Linked DNA regions of Sus scrofa: region 2 is linked to region 1. A link is a contact called in public HiChIP or PLAC-seq data. All regions are on one chromosome and are shown on one strand. The core of a region is the stretch at or near the end of the contact, and the rest is flanking DNA. Distances in the headings are between cores, read along the strand shown. Region 1 holds the start of CTBP1 (C-terminal-binding protein 1). Region 2 holds the start of TMEM129 (E3 ubiquitin-protein ligase TM129).

The links. HiChIP or PLAC-seq counts read pairs in DNA pulled down with a chosen protein or histone mark.
Region 2: an H3K27ac HiChIP or PLAC-seq map of alveolar macrophages shows a contact between it and region 1. The contact joins the promoter of TMEM129 here to the promoter of CTBP1 in region 1. A contact is called at or near these places in 1 of 47 Hi-C or Micro-C datasets (epiblast stem cells) and 1 of 2 datasets of contacts at active chromatin or transcription factors (alveolar macrophages).

The regions. Positions count from the first base shown.
Region 1 is chr8:494,075-501,057 of Sscrofa11.1, reverse strand. CTBP1 (C-terminal-binding protein 1) reads left to right here and starts at 4,548. Exons shown (of 10, transcript XM_021100867.1): 1 at 4,548-4,775.
Region 2 is chr8:821,698-828,680 of Sscrofa11.1, reverse strand. It overlaps TMEM129 (E3 ubiquitin-protein ligase TM129), which reads left to right and starts at 2,448. Exons shown (of 4, transcript XM_003128802.4): 1 at 2,448-3,703; 2 at 6,049-6,523. The coding sequence starts at 3,499. It overlaps TACC3 (transforming acidic coiled-coil-containing protein 3), which reads right to left and starts at 3,248. Exons shown (of 16, transcript XM_003128804.5): 1 at 2,830-3,248; 2 at 963-1,125; 3 at 666-808. The coding sequence starts at 1,124.

The DNA of each region.
Region 1 (6,983 bases), core at 3,299-5,798:
AGCCTGCTGCTTCCGCCTTGTCTTTGCACGTTCCGCAGCAGGAGTTTCGAGGGCTCTGCCATCCTGGGTGATGCCAGAGGCCCCCTTGGCTTTATGTCTAAGATCATCGTCTGGTCCTGTCTTCGGAACAGTGGCCGTCCCCCCCCCCGTACCGGTTTTCTGGGGCCGCCATATCAAAGGACCACAAATGGGCAGCTTACGTAGGAACAGAGGCTCGTTGCCGCCCAGTTCTGGAGGCCAGACGTTCAAGATCAAGGCTGCAGCACCGTGGCTGCTGGGCGTAAGGACCCCAACATAAAAACAGGCATGATTCAATCCATTACACTCATCTGAAACCCAGCGAGTTCCCTGGTTTTACTAAACTCACCATCAACACCTGTCTCAAGAGGAACTCTGGGCAGGGCATTTCCTCCCTGAATAGCCAAGGTCACGACCCTGCGCTAACTAGGAGAGCCTTCTGAGGTCAGAGGGCTGGGCACAGGGGGGCTGGCTGCGGGGGGTGGGGTGGGGGTGGGGGTAGGGGGCGCTGTTCGGGGAAGAAGCCGCCTTCGGGTGCAGGCCTTGTCTCAGTCCCAGTGGGCCTGCCAAACAGGTGACTTTTTATTTCCCCTCTTCTAGGAACCCAGGACCTGGAGGGGGAAGAACAAGGGGGGTGGCTCCCTGCGTCCCCCCATCCTCCAGCCCCCGCAGCCCTCCACCGCCCTGGGCTTCGGCACTTAGTTGCAAGCACCTTGAAGGTCCCTGTCGTTATTCTCATCTGACGGCTGAAACACTGAGTCCGACAGAGGCTCATGGCAGCTCTCAGTCTTTGGATGACAGATATTGTAGATATTTGTCCATTTCGGTTTCAAACGCCCCATTGGGTCTGCCCACCTGAGGGTGGGGGCGCCGTGCGGTGGGAGGAGGGGGAGCGGGGAGGCCGCGCAGAGGAGAGCAGGGCTCAGGGGGACGCGGGTCTGAGTGGCACCTATGCAATTCCTTGGCGCTGACTCTGCCACTACGAAGGGAAATTGTGAGGAACAGGGAGCCTGGAAAGGAACTTTCCTTCTGCCTGGGACGGCCCAATCCTGGGCGGCCCCCCTTGTTGGAGCCCAAAGCCTGCCTTGGAGCGTGGGCACACTCAGCGCCCAGCCGCCCTCTCCCTTCCTACGCAGGGAGAAGCTGGGCAGCGACTGCTCCCTGGTAGACCTGCCGCCCTCGTCTCCCTGCGGAGGAGACGCAGCCTGACCCTCAGGTTCCACCCCAAGGCCTCCAGGCCCCACCACCTGCAGCCGCGGCTGGTCTCTCCCAGGCGGCCTAGTGCAGCGCCCCATCCAGCGCTGGGAATAGAACCCAAGCCTTGGCATTGCGAGCTCCTCGTCCCTCCCCCCGCCCCCGGGCTCGGCTCTGCATCCCTGACCTGTGCCAGGCTGCCCCTTCCCCTGGCACGACACCATCCGCATCCATCACCCTGGGCCCTCCCCTCTGCTCAGCCCACGCGGGCATAAGACAGCACAGAGCCTCAGGCCCGCGGCTGAGTGGCTGCGAGACTGGGAAGCGTGCCCAGGGGAGCCGTCGGGCCCCTCCACTAGGAGGGAGGCTGGAGCCTAAGGCCGCAGCTCAGCGGGTAGGAGACCACTGATCACAGGGAGCGGGCGCCTCCCGCCACCCATGGGAGCGCCCCGAGGCCCACCCTGGCCTTGGTGTAAAATCATGCAACTTTTCGGAATCACCGAAAGACAAAGGGTCTTTTCTTGTCTGTGGAGAGGAAAGTCAAATATTAACTTCCTGCATTAGAAAACTTCTCTCCATCCTTCAGAAGCCCGGCTGCAGCCCTGTGACCCGCGGGGAGGCCTGGGAGCCGCCCCCTACATTGGCAAGTCAGGGAGGCAGAGCCCAGGGGCCAGGACGGCCTGGGTCCAAACGCGGTCCTGCCAAGAGCCAAGGGCTAGGCTTCCTCCCATCCCCCGCCCCCCGCTCCCTGGGCAGCGAGTTCCCTGGGTGAGGCCTCAGCAGGAGTGGCGGCCGAGCTGGCAGGAGCCCCCATCCCGGGGCCATCCCCCCACCTTGGGGGCTGTACTGGGGCCAGGACTGAGCTTCTCTGGGCCTCCTGCTCTGCCGCCCAACCCCGTCTGCCGACTCGGGGTCTTTGGGGCCACGTGCAGAAGGGTGAGGAGGGAGGGGGCCCGGAGAGCATCCGTGGCCTTGGTGCCTCTGACCAGTCCTGAGGACTGAGGAGCAAGGAGGCCAGGCCTGTGGGAATGCCGCGTCAGGCCCTCCTGTCCGGTGCCTGGGGAGCAGGCTCCCGCTCAGGGCCTGAGGGGCAGAGCAGGCCTGCCCTCAGGGGGCTGGCGGCACAGTGGAACCCAGACAGGAAGGCAAGCCCTACGCCAGGTAGGGCAGAGGAGAACGGGGGCGGAAGATAGGGGAAGGCCTGCAGACAGCAAGTGCAAAGGCCTGTGGGGGTGGGAGGGAGGGGCTCCTGGAAGCAAGGGTAGCAGGGTAGCAGGAGGCCTGGGGAAAAGCTGCCACACCCCTTGCAGCGCAATGACAAGCCCTACAAGGGTTTATTTTTGTTTTGTTTTGTTTTCAGGTCCGCACCCGCGGCATATGGAGGTTCCTAGGCTGGGGGTCGAATCGGAGCTGCATCTGCAACCTACACCACAGCTCACGGCAATGCTGGCTCCTTAACCTACTGAGAAGGGCCAGGGATCGAAGCCACGTCCTCTTGGATTCTAGTCAGGTTCGTTACCACTGAGCCACAACAGGAACTCCCCTACAGGGTTTAGCGTAGGGGATGATGGAATCTGATTTATGTTACCACTCACTGTGCCACTCATAGGGACTGAGGGACACGGGTGACCTTGGGCAGGGGCTGCGAGGTGGACGGAGTGAGCAGGCCAGGACCTGGGACCCGGGACCCTTTGCTGCAGAAGCTGCAAGGCTTGCACCTGGGCAAACATCTCCTCCCGCAACAAATACAAAGAAACCACAAGGGACTAAAAATACCTGTGGGCAGGCAGGTGGGGCGGATTAGGGGCAGGAAGATACAAAAAGACTAAAAGCCCCATCGCCACTTCTGACGAGAGGAGATGGAGAGCAGAGCACCGTGCGGGCCTCCTGCGCACACAGTGCCACCCAAGACGTGGGCAGGCCACTTAAACCGCCCCTCTGGCCTGAACCCTGCACCCACCCCTACCCACACCCCATGTAAGGAGTCAGCCCGCCCCCCCCCCCGCCCCCTGGCCCCGTGGGCGAACAAGCAAGGGAACTGTGGTCTGCTGCCCACCCCGGCCCGTGCTGCAACCGGGGCGCCAGGAAAGCCTTGCCGGAGTTCACCTGTCGGCCACTTTCCAATTTCTATGGGTTAAGAAGGCCAAGGGCCCGGGATGGTACCAGAACAGGTATCAAGGGACACCTTGGGTCTCAGGCCGGGAGGTGCCAAGACAGGACAGGAAGAGCTGGCGGAGGCGGGCCAGACCACATCCGGGATCCTGCCCTGGACCACGCGGAGTGAGACAACGGGCGGGGTGTGTGCACAAGACAGGCGCCAGGTCTGGAATTCTGATCTTCCCTCCAAGACGCGTTTGGTGTCTGCGATTAGGAAAGTTCTCGAAGAGATTTGCTGAATGATCAACCACATCCTATTTTCTCATTTCCCCACATGTCCTAGTTAATCCAGTTTAGGAGGTGTTTTCATAGAGGCATAACATATCTTCAGAGAGGTTACAAGCATCTGTTTTACAGACAGACACCCAGTTCTCGTCACGCTTTCTTGCGTCCACTCACACTTCTCTGATTTATGGACTTTAAAGATGTATAGACAACAGGGTTGGTTTCAGGATGGCCCATCATGTTTCATCAACTGTACCAACACTTGAGTGCTGGTCACGGCTGTTGCCTTTTAAGGAAGTGATTTTTGGAGTTCCCGTTGTGGCTCAGTAGGTTAAGAACCCGACTAACAGCCATGAAGATGCAGGTTTGATCCCTGGCCTCGCTCCGTGGATTAAGGATCTGGCTTCCGATCAAGCTGCGGTGTAGGTCACAGATGCCGCTAGGATCTTGCGTTGCTGTGGCTGTGGTGCAGGCTGGCAGCTGCAGCTCTGATTTGACTCGTAGCCTGGGAACTGCCATGTGCTTTGGGTGTGGCCCTAAAAAAAAAAAAAAAATCTTTTTACCTGGGAAGAGAGTTATACCGCCCATCCTCATGGCCACCTCGTAGCAACGCAACTCCCAGGACAGTGTGGGTCTGGGGAGAAAGGTCTCCAGAGTCTCCTGGGCCCTGCCCCCGTAACCTCACCCGGGAGACCTGGTTAGCTCCCACCCTGAAAGCCCCCATGACCCTTGGGTGGCAGGTCCCCTCTGGACTCTGGAACTAAGCCCAGGTGCTCTCTCTGGGGCTGAGGCGGTGCTCACCCTGACACCTGCTTCAGCCACATCTGGCTGCTTCCCAGGGACCCCACCCCCACCCCAGACCTAGGCAAGTCCCTGCCCTTGGCTTCGAGCAGCTGTCCTGGGGACTCCTGTCCAGGCTGCTCCGCCCAGACACGCCCTCCTCGGTCCCTGGAACCCAAGCACAAGGCCAGGGTTTCCCAGAGAAACCCTCCCGCGTTTGTGCCGCTGCCTCCCACGACCTTGCAGCCGCCAGGAGTCCAAAGGACATTCAAACCACCGGTACCCAGAAGCGCATTCGCTCGCCCAGCCGCCAGCAGGAAGGTGCGAGACCGGTGCGGCCCCGAGGGTGCGGATGACAGCAAGTTCAGCCCATCAGTCAAGGCCCAGTGGATTACAAGCAGGTGGGGCCTGGCAGGTTCAGGGCTGGTGAACGTGGGGGCAGGTGGGATCTGGAGGGTTCGGGGCAGGTGCGTGTGCGGGCAGGCGGGGCCTTGGGGCTTCTCAGCAAGTGAGTCTGCATGTGCTGGGCAGGTGCATGTGCGGGTGCGGGGCGGCGCGGCCGGCGGGGGCGGGGGAGCCCGCAGGCCGGGCGCGGCGGGCGCGGCGGGCGGGGCGGGCGGGCGCGGCCTGCAGCCGTCCGCGTGGTCCTGCGCGGCGCCCGCGCCTGGAAACAGGAGGCCGCCGCGCCGGAAGCCCCGCCCGCGCGCGCGCCCTGTCCCCGCCCGGTGGAGCGGCTGCTGGCGCGGCGCGGCGGCTCGGCACGGCGGCGCCCGGCGCAGGCGAGCGGGTGGAGCAGCGGACGGCGCCCAGGCCGCCCCACGCGCCGGGCTCGCGGCGGAGCGCGCCGGACTCGTCGGAGCCCGCGGCCGCCCGCGCCTTTCAATGGGCAGCTCGCACTTGCTCAACAAGGGCCTGCCGCTCGGTAAGGCCGCGCGCGCGCATTTCCGGCCGCGGGGGCGGGGCGGGGCGGGGCCGCGGGGGCGGGCGGGGCGGGCGCGGGCCCGGCTTTGTGTGCGAGTGCGCGTGCGCGCCGGCGCCGGCGCGCCTCCGGCCGGGGGCGGGGCCCGGGAGCGCCGCGCGCGTGCGCGTGCTGCTGCGTGCGAGTGCGCGTGCGCCGCCGCCCGACCCGCCTGCGCAGGTGACACAAAGGGGCGCGGGGGCCCTGGGACCCCCGCACCCAGGGTGCAGGCCCCGCCAGGCTGGCGCAGCCCTTGCTGGTGGGGCCCTGCGGAGCGGTCTGGCGCGCCGATCGGGGACCCGGCGTCGCTCGTGGCCGGACTGCGGAGCCGAAGCGGCCCTCCGCGAATCCGCGGCGCGGTGTCTTCCCTCACGCTTTGCTCGCCCTTTCGATCCCCACCGGCTTATGAAACGTCCGAAGTGCTGCGTCTGCCGAGGCGGCGCCCTTCCCGCTCACCAGGCGGAGGTGGCAGCAGGGCGCCCGCCTCCTTCTCTGAGCCTGTCTGTTTCCACCTGAGTACCTAGAGTGGTGTGACCCGCTTCTGTTTGTCCCCAGGCACCTTATGCCGCTCTTGTTTTGAGAAGTGACAGGAGCAGGCACCATCCGTGCCCCCGGCAGCACTGGGGCCCTGAGCCTGGGGCTGGCCGGGGAAGGCCGGGTGGGGGGCCCCCCCGGGGTGGTGTTGGTTTGCTGGCCGCTGTCTACATCCCTATCCGGCCACTTCCGCCGCGTCGTGCCCACCTGTCCTGCCACCTTGCACAGTCCCTGCTCCTCCTGGCTTCCAGTAGCTGGCCTAGGGCCTCCTTGTGATTGGGGTGGCGGGAGAGGCGCCACCCGCAGCTTCTTCCGTCCTCTCCTGCCGCCCAGCCACTGGAGCCTATAGATCAGGGATCGCGGACCAGGTTGGGGGGGGGAACTAGCATGGCCCCTGAGCTTTGGGCGGAGCTTTCTCTAGCTGGTGCCAACCTGCAGGCTAGGGAAGGCGCGCCCCTGGGCTTGCAGAGGGAGGGCCTTTAAGCAGGCAGCCGGAACTTGGCTGGGGCAGCCCCCTTTCTGGTGATGCTCTTCTCTGTGATTGGTTAGGAGCCATCACCCTCGAGAAGCGGGATGGGATGGGTTCGCTTCCGGGTGCTCTGAGTTGAGGAGACCGAGGTGAGCCCCTCATCCAGCTCCTGCTTCTCTCTCTTCTCGGGGTGGCTGGAGAGTCGGGTTGCAGATGGGGGCCCAGAGCCTGGACCACCGTCACATCCATGGAGGCGTCCCCCCCCAGCTCCCTCCTTCTCCCTCTGCACAGGTCGCAGTTTCATTTGCCTGAAAACATATGCAGGCAAACACTAAGGAGGAAGCCGCTTCTCAGCAGCGTGAACGTTTGGGGGTGCCCTGTGGGTCAGTGCAGCCTGTCCACTCTTGTGAGCCTCTGGAGGAGTGACCACAGCAGGCAGGAGCACAGACCTGCCTCCGGGGGCCCTGGCTGAGCCCTGGTGACTGGGGCATAATCTTGGGCCCTTTATGGGACCGTCTGTACGTATCTCTAAAGTGGGCCGGCAGTGTGAGACGTGGGGTCACATGAGTGGGCCCGTGCCAGGGGCAGGGCCCGTGCCAGGGGCAGGGCCGGGACTGGGGACTTGGGGGCAGGGAGGGACACGGCTGG
Region 2 (6,983 bases), core at 1,199-3,698, 330 kb before region 1:
CAGGAAAAGCCCTGGCAGGTGCGAGGCGACCACCACACCCAAGCCCATGGTTGGCAAGGTTGCAAAAAAGCTTCTGCCGCCAGTCACGTGTTTAAAATCTGAGCCTCTGACCACAGCACAGGACAGACAGCTCTTCTGCCTCTAGAACTAAGGCCTGTCCGTAAGCTTTCTTCAAGGCCTGATGTTGAGAATGGGAGGCTGACTTGCAAGCGGAGGGAGAGCCAAGTGGGAGGCTAAGAAGGCAGCAGGGAGCTCCCCTGTGGCTCAGTGAGCTAAGCACCTAGCTCTGTCACTGCAGTGGCTCAGGTTGTGGCTCTGGCGTGGGTTCAACGCCTGTGCCGGGAACTTGTGCCTGCCACGGGCATGGCAGGAGGGAAGAAAAGCAGCAAAGCCACAGAGTGTCCCTCCATGGAAATGCGGCCAGGACATTTCATGCCCAGAGACAAACAAAAACCAAGGCCAAGTTGTCGGCAAGGGCACAACAGAGGAGTGGAGTGTGAGGTTTAAACTTCCCCCGTTTCGCAATTCGCTTTCCAGGAAGAAACGACTTCCAACTCCCACACAAACTTGGAGCAGAGACCAGGAGGAACCAGCTCGGACGTTTTCCTGCGGAGTCCGCCGGAGAGGTTACCGATTGCGGGTTGCCAAACAGCGCCAACACTTACCTCTCTTTCCGGGCCCGGCCTTGATGAGAGCTTTCTAGTCCAACGGTGTCCCCTAGAGCTGAAGAAGCGTCCAGCTTGCTGCCCATGCTGGGACTTAAGATCCGGTGAGTCTGTGGATCCCGCAGAGGTGTCTGAAAAGTCACCTGTCGGGGAGACAGGAAGGCACTCGTCCAATAACTCACACCTTCCCCCACCACACTAGAAGCCACCGGGCCCCGCCCGGCCAGCTGGCTAAGGCCCCGGGAAAGCAGGCCCCGGGACTGCACGTGTGACCCCCAGGAGATCTGCGGGGCTCACCTTCGTGGCTTTGGCTGTGCTCTTGGGCGGCACATTTTCTTTCTGGGACAGCCGGAGGACAGATGATCTTCCGGTAAGTTCCAGTGGTGAAAACAGGAAGTCGCAATTTTCTGTACTTCTGTCACCAGTGACATTTTCATCACTGAAGACGTGCAGACTCATTCTGGGAAAGCAGAGAGTTGTGAGTCAAGAGGAGGGCGGGGACACCCTGTTGTCTAGACGCACATATGTGAAGACAAGCGAGCTGACCCCACGGTGCCGCAGGGTGGACGTCCCCTTCCTGCACGGGCGTGTGTGTGTGTGTGTGAGACACCGCAGGCAGCATGTCCTCTGCCAGAGCGTGTCCTTATCCCGTTCTGGGGGGAGCTGCCCCTCCCGGGAGAAAGAGCTAGGAGGGCTCTCAGCCCACAGGGCAAGAAGGAAGAACAGGTCCTCGAAATAACTGGAACTTTGTGGGTAAAAGTTGGGAGACAGATAAGGGCTGATCTGTGACAAAACTGGCAGAGGCCTTGGCACTGGGGCTGGAGCAGGCAGCCGAGATGGAGGAGGGCAGAAAAGCAGAAGGGCAGGGCAGCTGGCTCTCTGCCCACCGACGGGGGCGCCAGGAGGGCCAAGGCTCAGAGGAGGAGCAGGGATGGTAACAAGCGGCACGTGCAGGATCACCTGTGGGGAGTTGAGGTGCTTCTACACCAGGGTCTGGAGACTAGAAACACACCAGGGGCCTCCGGTCGGGTCCACGAGGTTCTAGAATAGTCCTACTCCTCCTTCCCAAATTCATCATGGTCACCTACCCGGCATTCCCAACTTAGGAGTCACCAGAAAACTGGGCAGCACAGGTACCTGCTGGGGGTGGGGGCCCCGGGGACCTCAGCTGCAAGAGCAAAACGGCTGGGGCCTAAGGAACACGGGTGCCCTGGAACGAGGTGAGGTCAGGGGGATGAGCCGCCTGGAGGGTGTGGGGTTGGGTGCTGCGTGTGGAGCAGGGAGCGGGAGGAGGGAAGCAGGGAGCCAGAGGCTCTTGTCTGTGGCCAGGGGGGAGCGGTCAGCCCTGGCTTGGCCAGCAGGCCCACACGCGGCGTGGGGAGGTGGGAAAGGGAAGCCTAAGTCAAGGGGGACTACTGGGTTTGGCCTGGGGGACGGGGTGAAACGGGGAGGGGCCGGAGGGCCCTGGGCCACAGGAGGGAGACTTAGAGCACCCTTTCTGTGGGATCCCTTCACCTGGGGAAGGTGGGGGTGCGACAATGGCAGCCTCTACGGGTTTGGCTCCTACTAATGACGGGGGGCCAGGGAGGCGGCTCCTGAGCAGAAGGGGCGAGGCCAGCGCGGAGGAGGACTGGCGTCGAGGGCCTGCCGGCAGGCTCTTGAGAATCAGCGCTGGAGCCCAGGTTTCTGCTGCAGGTGCCGCGGGGTCGGTGATGACTCACAGGTGGGGCTGCGCCGGGAGGAGGGGCCGGGCAGCAAGGCGGAGGCTGGTCAGGGGCGGAGTGCCAGTGCGGGTCACCGCCACAGGGGGCCGGGGGCTGGGCGAGGTCACCGGGGAGAGGGAAGACCGGTGCGACCGGCCGGAGGGTCCTCGTGGAGGGCGATATAGGGGCCACTAGGCGTCCTCGGGAGGCAGGGCCGAGAGCCCACCGGCTCCGCTGCCAGCTGCGGCCGGGCCGGCTGGATGAGTGCGGGCGAGATGGGACCCCGGGGAAGGGGGCGCCCCGAGGTGGGGGGGGCGAGGAGAGCCGACTGTGGGCACCGCGGCGCCGCGGGAGGAGTCAGAGATCCGTGTCCAGGCCGCCACTGCGACAGGCTAAGGCCCGAGGACAGGCCAGAAGAGGCAGGAACGGAGCCCCGAGCCCGGACCCGGTCGCCGTCTTACCTGCCGGCCGCTGCGCGGAACCGAAGGAGCGGGAGGCGCCGTGTCCGGGAGCCCGGCTGCCCGCCGCCGATTCAAATATCGACGGTTGGCGCGTACGGCCAATCAGCGCGTGGCCGGGGCGGGACACAGGGCGTCGAAGGCCAATGGGAGGCTGCGCCCAAGAGGCGGCTTCCGCTTCCGGGCGAGGCGGCACGCTAGGCAGGGCGGCCCCTGGAATTCTCGGTAGCCCAGGCTCGTCCAGCAGACGAAGGTGAAACGCGGCTCGAGAGCGGGCGGTGAGTGCGGGGCCCGCCGTCGCCCAGGAATCTCGGGCTCTGCGCAGACGCGCCTGGGCTGCGCGGAAAGGCCCAGGGCCTGAGAGCTGCTCGCCCGAGTCTGTATTCCCAGCTGTGGAATGGAGCCAAGTTCAGCGCCGCCCTCAGGGCGGGTCGTGGGGAGGCTCCAAACCCTCGCGAGGACTGCCGCGGCGGCTCAGGACGTCTGGCCGCGAGCGGGGTCCTGGAACTTCATTTCCCAGAGCGCCCCGCGAGCGGCCTGAGGGTGGGGACTACACGTCCCAGGGCGCCCCGCGCGGCCCCGGCGCCTACCGGACGCGGACGCTGAGGCCTGTTTTGCGCCCCGGGGCGGGGGGCCTCGCCCGGACGGCTTCCCGGCGGCTACGGCGGCGCGATGGACAGCCCCGAGGTCACCTTCACGCTGGCCTACCTGGTGTTCGCCGTATGCTTCGTGTTCACCCCCACCGAGTTCCACTCGGCCGGGCTCACGGTGCAGAACCTGCTGTCGGGCTGGCTGGGCAGCGAGGACGCCGCCTTCGTGCCCTACCACCTGCGCCGCACGGCCGCCACGCTGCTGTGCCACTCGCTGCTGCCGCTCGGTGAGCTCGCGGGGCGCGCGGCGGAGCTGGGGGCGGGGGGGGGGCGCTGGAGGCCCATCTCCCGGACCCCAGGGGGGAAGAGACGGGGGAGCGCGCGCGGGCCGCAGAGCCGAGGCCGTGGGCTAAGCGCCCCGTGCGAGGAGGAGGGTGCTGGTCGCAGCTGCCTCTTGCGGGCAGCAGAACCCTGGGGGAGAGGATGCTCTGGTCACTGGGGCAGGTGGGGAGCTGTCACCTAGGGGCAGCTCCCAGGAAAGGGGCATGATGCCAACAGAGGTGGCCGGCCCCAGTCCTTGGAAGAGGGGTGCAGGAAGGGCAGGCAGGGAGGGCGACTGCAGTTGAGAGCGTCTCAGGTGCGGGGCGGGGAGAGGCGTGTGTGCGGCCAGGAAGCTCAGGTGTTGCCAGGGGCTGTGCTGGGCAGGTGAGCCAGGTGCTAACTGGCCTCTGGGAGGCTGACTGGTTGGAGAGTGGGGTCCTAAGCGCGGAATCTCTGGAGAACTTGGGCTCACACGTAAGTGGGGGAGGGCGGGTGGCGGTGGCCAGCCCTGTCTGGAGCTGCCATGGTGGACATGGGAGGGGTTTCCAGCTGGCATCAGGGAGATACAGCCTGGGCCAGTGGAAAGTGGCTGGGAAGGGCTGGGCTGGTCTGACGAGGTGGGCCTGTGCCTGGGGGCTGCCTGCCCCGTGGGGAAGGCGGGCAAAAGACAGCCCATGCCAGGATAGAGGCAGGGCCAGGGTGGGGAGCTGGTCGCTCCACCTAGCTTCCCTGCGGGGCAGGGGTGCCCGTTCACCGGTTTCCGGGAGAAAGGCATGGCTCAGAGTTTGGGTTCTCCTGGGGGTTGTGCCCTGGGAACTAAGGATCTCTGCAGCTTTATGGAGCCTCCATCTGCACCTTCCCAACAGCCTGTGTGTGTGTGGGGTCACCACCATCCCAGGATGGAGGGGGACAGAAAGGTGGGCTGAGTGACTCATGGGGCCACATGGGGAGGAAGTGGAGTTTGGCCTTGTGCTCCGACAAGGAACGTGTTTTGTTTTGTTTTGTTTGGCAGTGGCATCTGTGGCCTGTGGAAATCTCGTCTTTTTTTTTTTAACTTATTATTTTTTGGCTTTTTAGGGCCGCACCTGCGGCACATGGAAGTTCCCAGGCTAGGGGTCAATTGGAGCTACAGCTGTTGGCCTACACCATGGCCACAGCAATGCCAGATCCAAGCTGTGTCTGCAACCTACACTGCAGCTCATGGCAACGCTGGACCCTTAACCCACTGAGCGAGGCCAAGGATCAAACACGCATCCTTATGGATTGTGGCTGAGCTACAATAGTAACACACACACACAATGAGTTGCTTAAAATGTGTCAACTTGGGGTTTAGCTGTGGCACAGTGGGCTAAGTATCTATTCTTGCCACAGCTGTGATTTAGGTCACAGCTGTGGCTCGGATTCAGTGCCTGACCTTGGAGCTGGCATGTGCAGCCGGGTATGTGTACTGACTTGATAGCATCTGCCGTTCTTTTTGCTGTTTCAAACTTGTTTGCGGGTCACTGTCTACATTGTTCATTTCACCGTGCAAATTGGCCTGCCGCTGGCTAGCGGGGGCCCTGGAGCTGGCTCCTCGGCCCTTGGGACAAGCCTCTGTCATTCTTTGCTTGCTGTCTGACACATGACGTCCCAGTTCTGGGATGTGCCAGGCTCTGATCTGCCTCCTCAGAGCAGGTGAGGTCCAGAGGCCAAGATCCAGCCCTCGGAGGGCCACTGGGCAGCCCCGCATTGGGCGACACCAGGTCCTTGCATTTGTTTTTGCTTTTCTAGGTTTTTCTTGTTTTTTGCCCCCTGGTACTCAGCTGTTACTTGTACAAAGCTAGAACAGTAAGTTGAAGATGTTTTCTGGAATTCCCGCTGTGGTGCTGTGGGGTTAATGCTCTGGCTTGTCTCTGTGGAGGCGCCGGTTTGATCCCTGGTCCAGCGCAGTGGGTTAAGTGTCTGGCTGGTGTTGCTGCAGTGGTGGTGTAGGTTGCAGCTTTGGCTCAGATTCAATCCCCGGCCCAGGAGCTTCTTTCAGGCGGCTGAAAAAGAAAAACAGAAATGTTTTCTTGTTGAAAGAGAAAAAAAAAAAGAAAAACAAAAATGTTTCCCGCGGACAGGACAAGGGCGGGCTTGGGCCTGCTGTGGAGGCCGGTGAGGCCCACCTGCCCTGGGAGCCGCCAGGGCAGAGGTCCAGGCCCAGGGCTGGGGACGAGAGGAAGTGCCCCCAACCCCCCACGCCAGCTCTGGAGGGACAGGGACAGCACGGCGGTCCTTGGCGGGCCCCCGCTGGGGAGGCTGACGGCCCGGCTCGCCCTGTCCCCTTCAGGCTACTACGTGGGCATGTGCTTCGCAGCTTCAGAAAAGCGGCTCTACTCCCCGAGCCAGGCCCCGGAGACCTGGCGGCTCTTCCTCCTGCTGGCGCTGACGCTGCCCACCGCTGCCTGCGCCCTGATCTACCACTGGTCCCGCGACCGCTGGGCCCACCACCCGCTGGCCCGCGCCCTGGCCCTCTACGCCCCCCCGCAGTCGGGCTGGCGGGCCGTCGCTTCCTCCGTGAACACCGAGTTCCGGCGGATTGACAAGTTTGCCACCGGGGCGCCAGGCGCCCGTGTGATTGTGACGGACACGTGGGTGATGAAGGTGACCACGTACCGCGTGCACGTGGCCCAGCAGCAGGACGTGCACCTGACCGTGACGCAGTCCCAGCAGCATGATCTCTCGCCAGACTCGAACCTGCCCGTGCAGCTCCTAACCATCCGCGTGGCCAGTGCCAGCCCTGCCGTGCCGGCCTTCGACATCCGGTAGGCTTGCCTGTGGCCGGGGCGGGCTGGAGGCCGGGGTTGCTGGGCTCCAGACGCTCGGCCAGCACCCAGGGTCTGGTCTTGGTGCTGCCCCAGGGGTGGTGAGGGTGGCTGGTGCCTCCGGCTGCCCCTCCCCAGTGACCCTCCCTCAGGCCCCCACTGCCCGTCCCTAGCCCGCCCCCCAGGTACTCCCCGCTTCCTCTTTCTTCATCCCCTCCTTTGAGCCGCCTTCTACCGCTTCTTGGGGGGAGCACGCCGGCGATGTTGGGGGGCACCCGGGCCTGAGCCGAGGTTCTCCCATCTAGTTCAGGCTGCGTCTGGCCTGCCGTCCCCCAGGACACACCCTGGGCCTGGACCGGCTGAGGATGAGCCCCTCTGCCTCTGCTGCAGTCTTTCTGCCCGCCCTGTCCCCGTCCCGTGGGGCCAGTGGGCAGCGCCAGCTCTGTGGGCTCTGTCCCCA